Linked DNA regions of Sus scrofa: region 2 is linked to region 1. Evidence: chromatin contacts called from public promoter capture Hi-C data. All regions are on one chromosome and are shown on one strand. The core of a region is the stretch at or near the end of the contact, and the rest is flanking DNA. Distances in the headings are between cores, read along the strand shown. Region 1 holds the start of IDO2 (indoleamine 2,3-dioxygenase 2). Region 2 holds the start of GOLGA7 (golgin subfamily A member 7).

The links. Promoter capture Hi-C pulls out the DNA fragments that hold promoters and counts their contacts.
Region 2: a promoter capture Hi-C map of liver shows a contact between it and region 1, with 5 times the contacts expected there. The contact joins the promoter of GOLGA7 here to the promoter of IDO2 in region 1. A contact is called at or near these places in 1 of 5 promoter capture datasets (liver) and 1 of 2 datasets of contacts at active chromatin or transcription factors (alveolar macrophages).

The regions. Positions count from the first base shown.
Region 1 is chr17:9,274,815-9,279,267 of Sscrofa11.1, reverse strand. It overlaps IDO2 (indoleamine 2,3-dioxygenase 2), which reads right to left and starts at 2,229. Exons shown (of 12, transcript XM_021077736.1): 1 at 1,985-2,229.
Region 2 is chr17:10,621,745-10,626,389 of Sscrofa11.1, reverse strand. GOLGA7 (golgin subfamily A member 7) reads right to left here and starts at 2,011. Exons shown (of 6, transcript XM_005672664.3): 1 at 1,988-2,011; 2 at 1,588-1,720. The coding sequence starts at 1,698.

The DNA of each region.
Region 1 (4,453 bases), core at 980-3,479:
GGGGATTGAACCCACATTTTCATGGATACCAGTTGGGTGCATTACTGCTGAGCCACAATGAGAACTCCCAAAGTTATTACTTGTCATGCTCAGGTTACCTGCAGGTCTATGACTTGTCTCAGGAAAAAGAGCCCTACAGAGGACTTCTGGGATCAGCGAATAGATCTGACCTTTGTCTGTATTCCTCTATTAACACTCGGAAGTAAAGGTACACTGATTTGCTCATATAATTGATCTTTATCTAAATTCTCTCTCTCCTTTTTTTGGGTAACATTTGCTCAAAAGTTTAATAGACTGAATGACAATCCATTCAAGAAAAAATAGAATTACCACGCCATCTAGCAATCCCACTCCTGGGCATTGATCCAGAGAAGGCTCTAATTTGAAAAGATACTTGCACCCCTATGTTCACTGCAGCACACTATACAATAGCCAAGAAATGGACACAATTTAAATACTCATCAGCAGAGGAATGGATAAAGAAGCTGTGGCGCATATCATGGGATATCACTCAGCCACAAAAGGAATGAGATAATGCCACTTGCAACAGCATGGATGGACCTAGAGATTGTCACATTAAGTGAAGTAAGTCAGACAGCAAAAGACAAATATCATAGACTATCACTTACATGTGGAATCTAATAAAAATGATACAAAATAACTTAACTAAAAAAAAAAAAACAGAAACAAGCTTACAGATTTCCAATCTTACAGTTACCATAGGCCAAAACATTGGGGGCAGAGAGAAAGAATTGGGAGGGTAGGAATTACACATACACACTACTGTATAAAGTAGATGATTAATGAGAACCCACTGTATAGCACAGGGAAATCTACTCAATAGTTTGTCATAACCTATATGGGAAAAAAGAATGGATGTATTTATATGTATGACGATACACTTTGTTGTGAACCCAAAATTAATTCAACATTATAAGTCAACTATACTCCAATAAAATTAAATTTAAAAAATACTCCCCTCAAAAAAAAAAAAAAAACTCTTAAGAAAACTATTTTAAAAAATGGAACCTAAACATGTACCTTGAAGAAACTGGCAATTAAATAATTTTACAGAATTATCTTTAATTATGCAAAAGGTACTCATCATGCTATGAAAAAATCATGAAAGTAACCTAAATGTTCAACAATACAAGATGAATTAAATACAGTTTTATGTGTTAAAAAAAAGAAAATGACATAGGATTTCCCTGGTGGCCTAGCAGTTAAGAATGCCGTCACTGCTGGGGCTTGGGTTTGATTCTTGGCCTGGGAAATTTGGCATGCCGTGGGGGTAGCCAAAAAAATTAAATAAATTTAAAAAATTGTTAAAAACCTGTCATTAGGAGTTCCCATTATGGCTCAGTGGAAATGAATCTGACTAGCATCCATGAGGACACCGGTTCGATCCCTGGCCTCACTCAGGGGATTAAAGATCTGGCGTTGCCATGAGCTGTGGTGTAGGTTGCAGACGCATCTTGGATCCTGAGTTGCTGTGGCTGTGGTGTAGGCCTGCCACAGCTCCAAATCAACCCCTTGCCTGGAACCTCCATATGCTTTAAGGCCCTAAAAAGACAAAAAACAGAAACAAAAAGCAAAAAGTCACCTGACATTAAAACAAACTCTCCTCTGCTGTTGTTGCTGCCACTTCTGTAGGCAATCACACTTTGCCTTATTTGTATTATCTGTCCCACATGAATGACTTGGTATTTAAATTACCTCTCTCTCTTTTTCTTTGTTTTCTTTCTTTCTTTCTATGGTATTTTTTTGTGTGTGCTGCACCCACAGCATGTGGAAATTCCTCGGCTAGGAATCGAACTCACAATACAGCAACAACCTGAGCTGCTACAGTGACAAGGCCAGATCCTTAACCCACTGAGCCATCAGGGAGCTCCATATATTACACCTTTTTAATGACCACACCCACTAAACAAATTAACACACAAATCAGCATCTTAAGAAACGTGCTCCAAGCCTCTATTCTTACCAGAGGATTTGGAAGAAGAAAGCCATACTCTTCAGAAATGTGAAATCTTTCTAAAGTCAATGGAGGTGTTGTCTTCAAATTCTGACTCTGTGGCTCCATAATTTTGTCTGAAGTATCCACACCGGGGCTGCTGCTAAGGAGACAACTGCTCCAAATGTATCAAAAGGCCAGGTTAAAGGAGTTTTCAAATGGTACCTTTTCCTCGCAGTTTTCTAGGGAACAGGGGAGAACCTTGGTCTGAGGTTAAATTCCACACTGTCCTGGACTTTCTCACGACACAAAGCTGAGTAAGCAAGGACTGCTGGTTAAAACAAACAGGCAGACAACTACCTCAAGTCAAAAAAAAAAAAAAAAAAAAAGAAAAAGAAAAAGAAAAAGAAAAAATCCCCTTTTTCTTTTCATACATGGGAATACAAAAAGATTGATTCTTTAAAGAAAAGATACAGGTGTTCTCGCTGTGGCTCAGTGGGTTAAGAACCCGACATAATCTCCATGAGAATTCGGTTCTGTCCCTGGCCTCGATCAGTGGGTTGAGGATCCGGCATTGCTCCAAGCAATGGTGTAGGTTGCAGATGAGGCTCGGATCCAGTGTTGCTGTGGTGTAGTCCTGCAAACGCAGCTCTTATTGGACCCCTGGCCCAGGAACTTCTATATACTATGGTGTGGCCCTTTAAAAAAAAAAAAAAAAAGATGCAAATGGGCACTTCTTATTTAAAAAGCAGAGACAGACTCACAGACTTGAAAAAGAAACTTATGGTTACCAAAACTGAAACATAGGATGGCGGAGTAAATTAGGAGTCTAGGATTAATCTATACACATTACTGTATATAAAGGAGATAACCCACAAGGACCTGCTATACAGCACAGGGAACTCTGCTCAGTACTCTGTCATAACCCAGATGTGAACAGAATCTAAAAAAGCATGCATATATATGTATGTATAGATGAATCCACTTTGCTGTACACCTGAAACTAATACACCACTGTAAGTCAACTATACTCCAATATAATACAAATAAAGCAGGTTGATTTTAAAACCAAAGATGTATCTGTTCTCCCTTGGGAAAGGGGAAATGAACAGGGTTTTTGGTGGCAGATGATCCCAGTCCCCTGACAGGAACTTAGTCCATAATGAACTTTGACAGCTGGATCTTTGTGTCAAAGGGGTAAACTATTAAAACTGAAAGTTAGTTACATTTAGACAAATATTTCAGTGATTGGACATGAGCGGACTGGGGAGACCCTAAATACATATCAGAACCTCAGAGGTGTTTTGTACAGCATATTCTAAGATTAGGATTATTTTGATTTTACCTTAAGTAATACCATTACTTATTTTTGAAAGCTTCAATGACAGTTAAAGGAGGATATATAATTCTGTTAAGTTTAACAAATGAGGTAACAGGTAATAACCAACTTAAGAAAAGCCAACAGAATATTTGATTTAATCCTGCACATTTTTTTTTTTCTTTTTATGGCTGCACCTGCAGCATATGGAAGTTCCCAAGCTAGGGGTCCAATCGGAGCTTCAGCTGCCGGCCTACTCCACAGCCACAGCCACAGCAACAAAGGATCTGAGTCTCCTTTGCAACCTATGCCACAGCTTGTGGCAATGCTAGATTCTTAACCCACTTAGTGAGGCTAGGGACTGAACCCACATCCTCAAAGAGACAACATTGGGTCCTTAACCCATTGAGTCACAATGGGAACACCTAACCCTGTACTTTCATTAAACATCTTTGAGAACGGAGCCCTAAGATGGGAGATTTTATATATGAACCAGATTCTACCAGATCCATTTTACAGATCAGTAAACTGAGGCACACCCATGTGAATAACTCCATGGACTGGAGCTCCACTAATTACTGGCTGAGTGAGTACTACAGTTGTGGTATCTTGATTTCCAAGCCATTCCCCTATTCACCAGTTTAGGCTGCCAGGCTGTCTGTCAAAGATGCCATCATGGTTTGAATTCACTTCAATATGGAGCCCATTGATAAGTTCCAGACCATAGATATGCACTGTGACAATTCTGAAGACTCTGCATTTTGTCCACTTGGACCCTGAGCTTAGGTCTTAAGGTTGTAAACAAGTTTATTTGGAAGCTAATTTGTCTACCCATGTCTTCTTCTCCCTTCCTTTCTCTGAGATAAGTATAAAAGCTAGGAGCAGAAGTGTTCTGATAATTCATGTAACAGTTTCCACAACCACGACCAAAGGTTCTACTTGGAAGATGGCATCTCAAAGGTACTCTAATTGATTTGTGGTTCATTAAACCCTAAGAGCCATCCTCAGTTATTCACTGCTTCTCAGCCCACACCCAACCAGTCTCAAAGATCAGTATCTTATGCCTCTTTTTTTTTTTATTATTATTATTAAATGCAGTTTGCCCAACTTCATGTGGTTAATCACCTACTTGTTCTTTACTTCAATCTCAGATGAAAAGAAGGCACAGTTATCTTTCTTTA
Region 2 (4,645 bases), core at 762-3,261, 1.3 Mb before region 1:
ATTTTAAAAACAACATTCAGGGAGTTCCCAAGGTGGAAACGAATCCGACTAGGAAACCATGAGGTTGCAGCTTCCATCCCTGGCCTCGCTCAGTGGGTTAAGGATCTGGGTTGCCGTGAGCTGTGGTGTAGGTCACAGATGAGGCTTGGATCTGGCATTGCTGTGGCTCTGGCATAGGCCAGCAGCAACAGCTCCGATTGGACCCCCAGCCTGGGAACTTCCATATGCCGTGGGTGTGGCCCTAAGAAGACAAAAAACAAAAACACAACATTCAGTAGCTCTGGCCAACAGATAACTTGCTCCATGTCTATCTCTTCAAAGACTGCGGAAACGTCCGCTTAGTATCAGGCTGAGTTATCTGATGACATGGCGACAACAAACTGTAGCATTTATATGACATGTCAGAAACTAATCTACAAATCATCTTTATGAGGCATGTTTGATCTTTAATTTGCATTTAAAGACACATACTTGGGACACCAACCTGCCCAGGGTTATGCATCAAACAAGAGGACACTGAAATTGATCACTGCTGATTTTCCAACCTTGGCAATCAAGTAGAACCACCTACTTCCCTATGAGCTAATTTTAAATGACTTCTATACATGTCTCCAGTATGTAGTCACCTACACCTACTTACCCCATGGCCAGCATTTCTTTGTCCCACGCCCAGGCCTAATCACCCCTCTTGTCAAAGAGGAAAGAGCCACAAAACCTGCTCTCATCTAACCAGAAATTGACCTCTGGACAGGAAACACACAGTAAGTTTTATCAGACAAAAGCTCAAGACCAAACACCCTTTCTCTGGGTGTGTGAACACCTGTAGGCACAAGAGAAAACACACTCTCACATACGCTCACTTCCCTGTACCTTTAAAGTAAGACAATGACCATCACCGTTATCTTCCCTAAGTCTGAAGAAAGGGAAAACACATCCCCTTCTGTAGGTAAGGTTGCCCAAAGGCCCCATCTTCTGATGACAATTTTGACGTGCAAGCCAACCCAACACAGGTGGCTCGCTGTGATCGGAACTGGGAGGGCCGAGTTGAGGGCCTCACTCTGAGATATTTCCCTGTCCAGGCTCATCCACTGCGCTGCGTTTTTCAGGTTCCAAGAAGGCCGGCCTGCACTGCATGGCACGGCACTTAATAAATCCTTTCTGCCCAGCAGCGCAGCTAGCACAGTGGCCACAAACGCCAGTCAGAATGATGATGACTTCGCTTGCGTGGTGAGGTTGGAGGATACAGTTTACAACACGCAGAGATAGGTGGCCTGGAGCGTCAGGAATTAGTTCCTCATCACTGTGGTCAATAACCCGAGGAGGGGTGGGGACGACTGGGGAAGACGGCGGCGCAGATTCCGGGCACTGGGCACCGTGTAATCCCATTCACTCATCAGACCCCAGGCTTGGCCTTATTCTTCCTCTCCAAACATCAGGGCTCGCTTAGTGGCCCTCTTCGAATGCTCCTGTCCCAGGCTCCCTCAGTGCCTGACCCTCCCAGAGCCACCAGGGGCACGGCGGCCGGGGGTCGGCCCGCACTCCCTGCCGCCCCACCCCAGAGCAGGTGCGGGGAGCCCGGATGCGTACCCGGTTCTCCAGCTCCGCGGGGAACTTGGTCTGGAACTGGCAGCGAGTGCCACTGCTGTAGTCTCGCTGAATGAAGACCTTCCCGGACACCGGCGCCTGCTGCGGCCTCATGGCGAGGACTAGACGGGCCGCGCTGCGGATTCGGGGGACACCAACCACGGTCAGATCCCCGGCCTGGAGCCAGGACTTCAACCCGCCAGCCGCGCAGACCCACCCACCTCCCAAAGCAGCCCAAGGGCTCCCCGCCCCACTCCCCTTCATCCATGCTGTCACCGCAGGCTTTCAACTACCTCCCGGACCCAGGCCCCGAGCCCCCCCCACAGCCCGGTTCGGCCCGGGAAACACGAACCCGCCTCCTCCACCCTCCAGCTGCTGTCGCGCCGCCTGCGCCGTCACTTACGTCCTGCCGCAAAATGCCTCTTTCCCCGCCCCGTAGCCGGGCCTCCTTCCTCAAGTCTAGGGCCCACCTTCTTCTACTGCCGTAAAGTGGCTCTGCCGAGGCTGCGTGCTGCGGGGCGGGACGCGAGCAGTGGGCGGGGCCAGAGTTGACCACGCCCACCCCGGCTCTTGGGAGTCCATCCGGAAGGAAAAGGCCGGGCTGGGCGGGGCTGTGGAGGGGTGCTGGAGGGCTTGGCGGCAGGGAGAGCGGTGGAGCGCGACCCCACCCAAGCCTACACGGGTTTGAGACTTGGGATTTCCCCGATGTATCACTTCCCTGGTGTGTCATTTACCTGTTGATCGCGGCGATATAGTTTCTGATCACTACTTTTAAGGGCTTATTTTCACTCTTGGTTGGAAGTCTCAGTTTGCACGTTGGACCCAACGCTACAAAAGAAATTGCTGGCGCACAGTTAGAAGTAGAAAGCAGGCTTGAGACCTGATCAGTTTGGCAGCAGGGCGGGAGGTAGAGAGGAGCGAGAACCTGCACGGGCTTCACTATCAAGCATCCCCTTCCAACTTTCCCTAAGGTAACTGTTGTCTTCTCTCCTACCCCAAAGATTTTCATCCAGCACCGCAGCCTCCACTCCTTGCAGGCTTGTCACTGGCGGTTGGCGCCCTCCCTGAGCTCAGCATACTCTGACAAGGCTGCCAGAGAAACCCCTTCTCTGTAGTCCCCCTTATCTTCTGTCGTGCTTTCTTTTTTGTTTTTTTCTTTTTGGCTGCATTCACGGCCTTTGGAAGTTACTGGCCCGGGACTGAATTTGAGCCGCAGCTTCAATCTATGCCACAGTAGTATGCTGCTCCTGGCTGGGGATTGAACCCGTGCCTTAGCAGCAACCGAAGCTGCTGAAGATACCACGTGTATCCTTAACCTGTTGCACCACAGTGAGAACTCTGGGTTTCAGTTACCCCGGTCAACTGCAGGCTCAAAATGTTAAATAGAAAATTCCAGAAGTAAACAATTCATGTTTCAAATTGTATACCTATTCTGTGTAGTGTGATGAAATCTTACTGTCAGCTCCATCCCATTGGGATCCCCGGTCTTCCAATCTTCCATGGCTGCAACTGACATCTAAGTATTGACATCAAGATCCAGGATCACCCAAATCAGATGATTCTCTTCTGATCCATTGTCAGAAGGTCAATATAGTAGCTAATGGATTACAAAGCCTACATCATTCACCTCATTATGGAACCATATGCAGAAACCAACTGCCCTGTCCAGTACAATAATAGCTGCATGCATGAGTTGTCTCACAGCAGGAGGTTCCAATAAGGAATACAGTGTTCACAAGCTGCTGCCCAAAAAGAATCTGGGAGGGGCCAAAAGGAGGGAGGAGATGCCAGCCCCATATATGTCCTGCCCACCTCCCAGAAACACTGGCACTGGATATCACCTTGGTTGAGCAATCCATGCACCACCAGGAAGGGCCCTGAATAAAGACGATGTGGTACATATATGTATAATGGAATATGATTTAGCCATTAAAAATAAAATAATGAACCTGAGACTGGAAGCCACGAGGCAGAGCAACTCATGGGTTCCCTTGGGTTCCCTTACCCTGCTGCTCTCTACCTGGGCACCCTTTACAATAACATCTTTTGCTTCGTCAGTACCTGTGTCTCCTTGGACAATTCATTTCCAAGTGTTAGACAAAAGCCTACTCAGGCCCTCCAAGCAGTCCCATCTCCCCTTCCCCCAAAACCTCACTTCATCTCATCACGTAAGCTTTTTATCATCATCTCACATTATCACAAGAGAGATAAGTGAGTCCAGTTCAGTAAGATGACTGGACAGACCACAGTCACAAAACTTTTATTGCAATATATTTTATAATTATTCTATGTCATTATTAATTATTGTTATTAATCTCTTAGCCTAATTTATAAGTTGAAATTTATCATAGGTATGTATATATAGGAAAAAACAATGTATATAGTGTTTGCTATATCTTCAGTTTCAAGCATCCACTGGTGGTAGTGAGGGGTCTTGGAATGTATCCCCCTTGAATAAGAGGGACCACTGTATAACTTGTTAGCACTGCTTTCTGATACTGTTATCAAAAGTGGGGTCTGGCTGCTCACTGCTGTAAAGCCAATAAAGAGGCCAGGTGGTGGAAAGGAAAGTTTGCTTTATTTCAGAGACCAGCAACTGAAGTAGGAGGGGGAGGGTGGACTCATGTCCAAAGGCCAACTCCCCCTTCCCCCACCCCCACACCCTGCTGACAAAGAGTGGGCAAGACTCTTTAAAGGGGAAGGTCAAGGGGTGTATAGGCTTAGGGAGGGGGCTACATACAGAAACAACACAGTCAGTTCTGATAGTCTTCTTGAAATTGATCATGTGGTGGTCTGATCAGCTATGTCTTGATTTAGCTACTATTAATCTTTAGTCCCAGGTTGGTTGGTTCCCATCTTCTTGAGCCAGTTCTCGAAAGTGTGGCAGCTTATGTCCTGGCTACTGTCTGGTCATCGTGTAGCTAACGTCTTCCACCTGGTGGAGGTTTTCGTAGCTGTAAAAAACAGCTCACAGATCATGGCAAGCAGCTCAGAATATGATCTACAGCCATTGAGAAGGAACTAAAGGTCCTTGACTTTGCTTAGTGACTCAGCTATTATT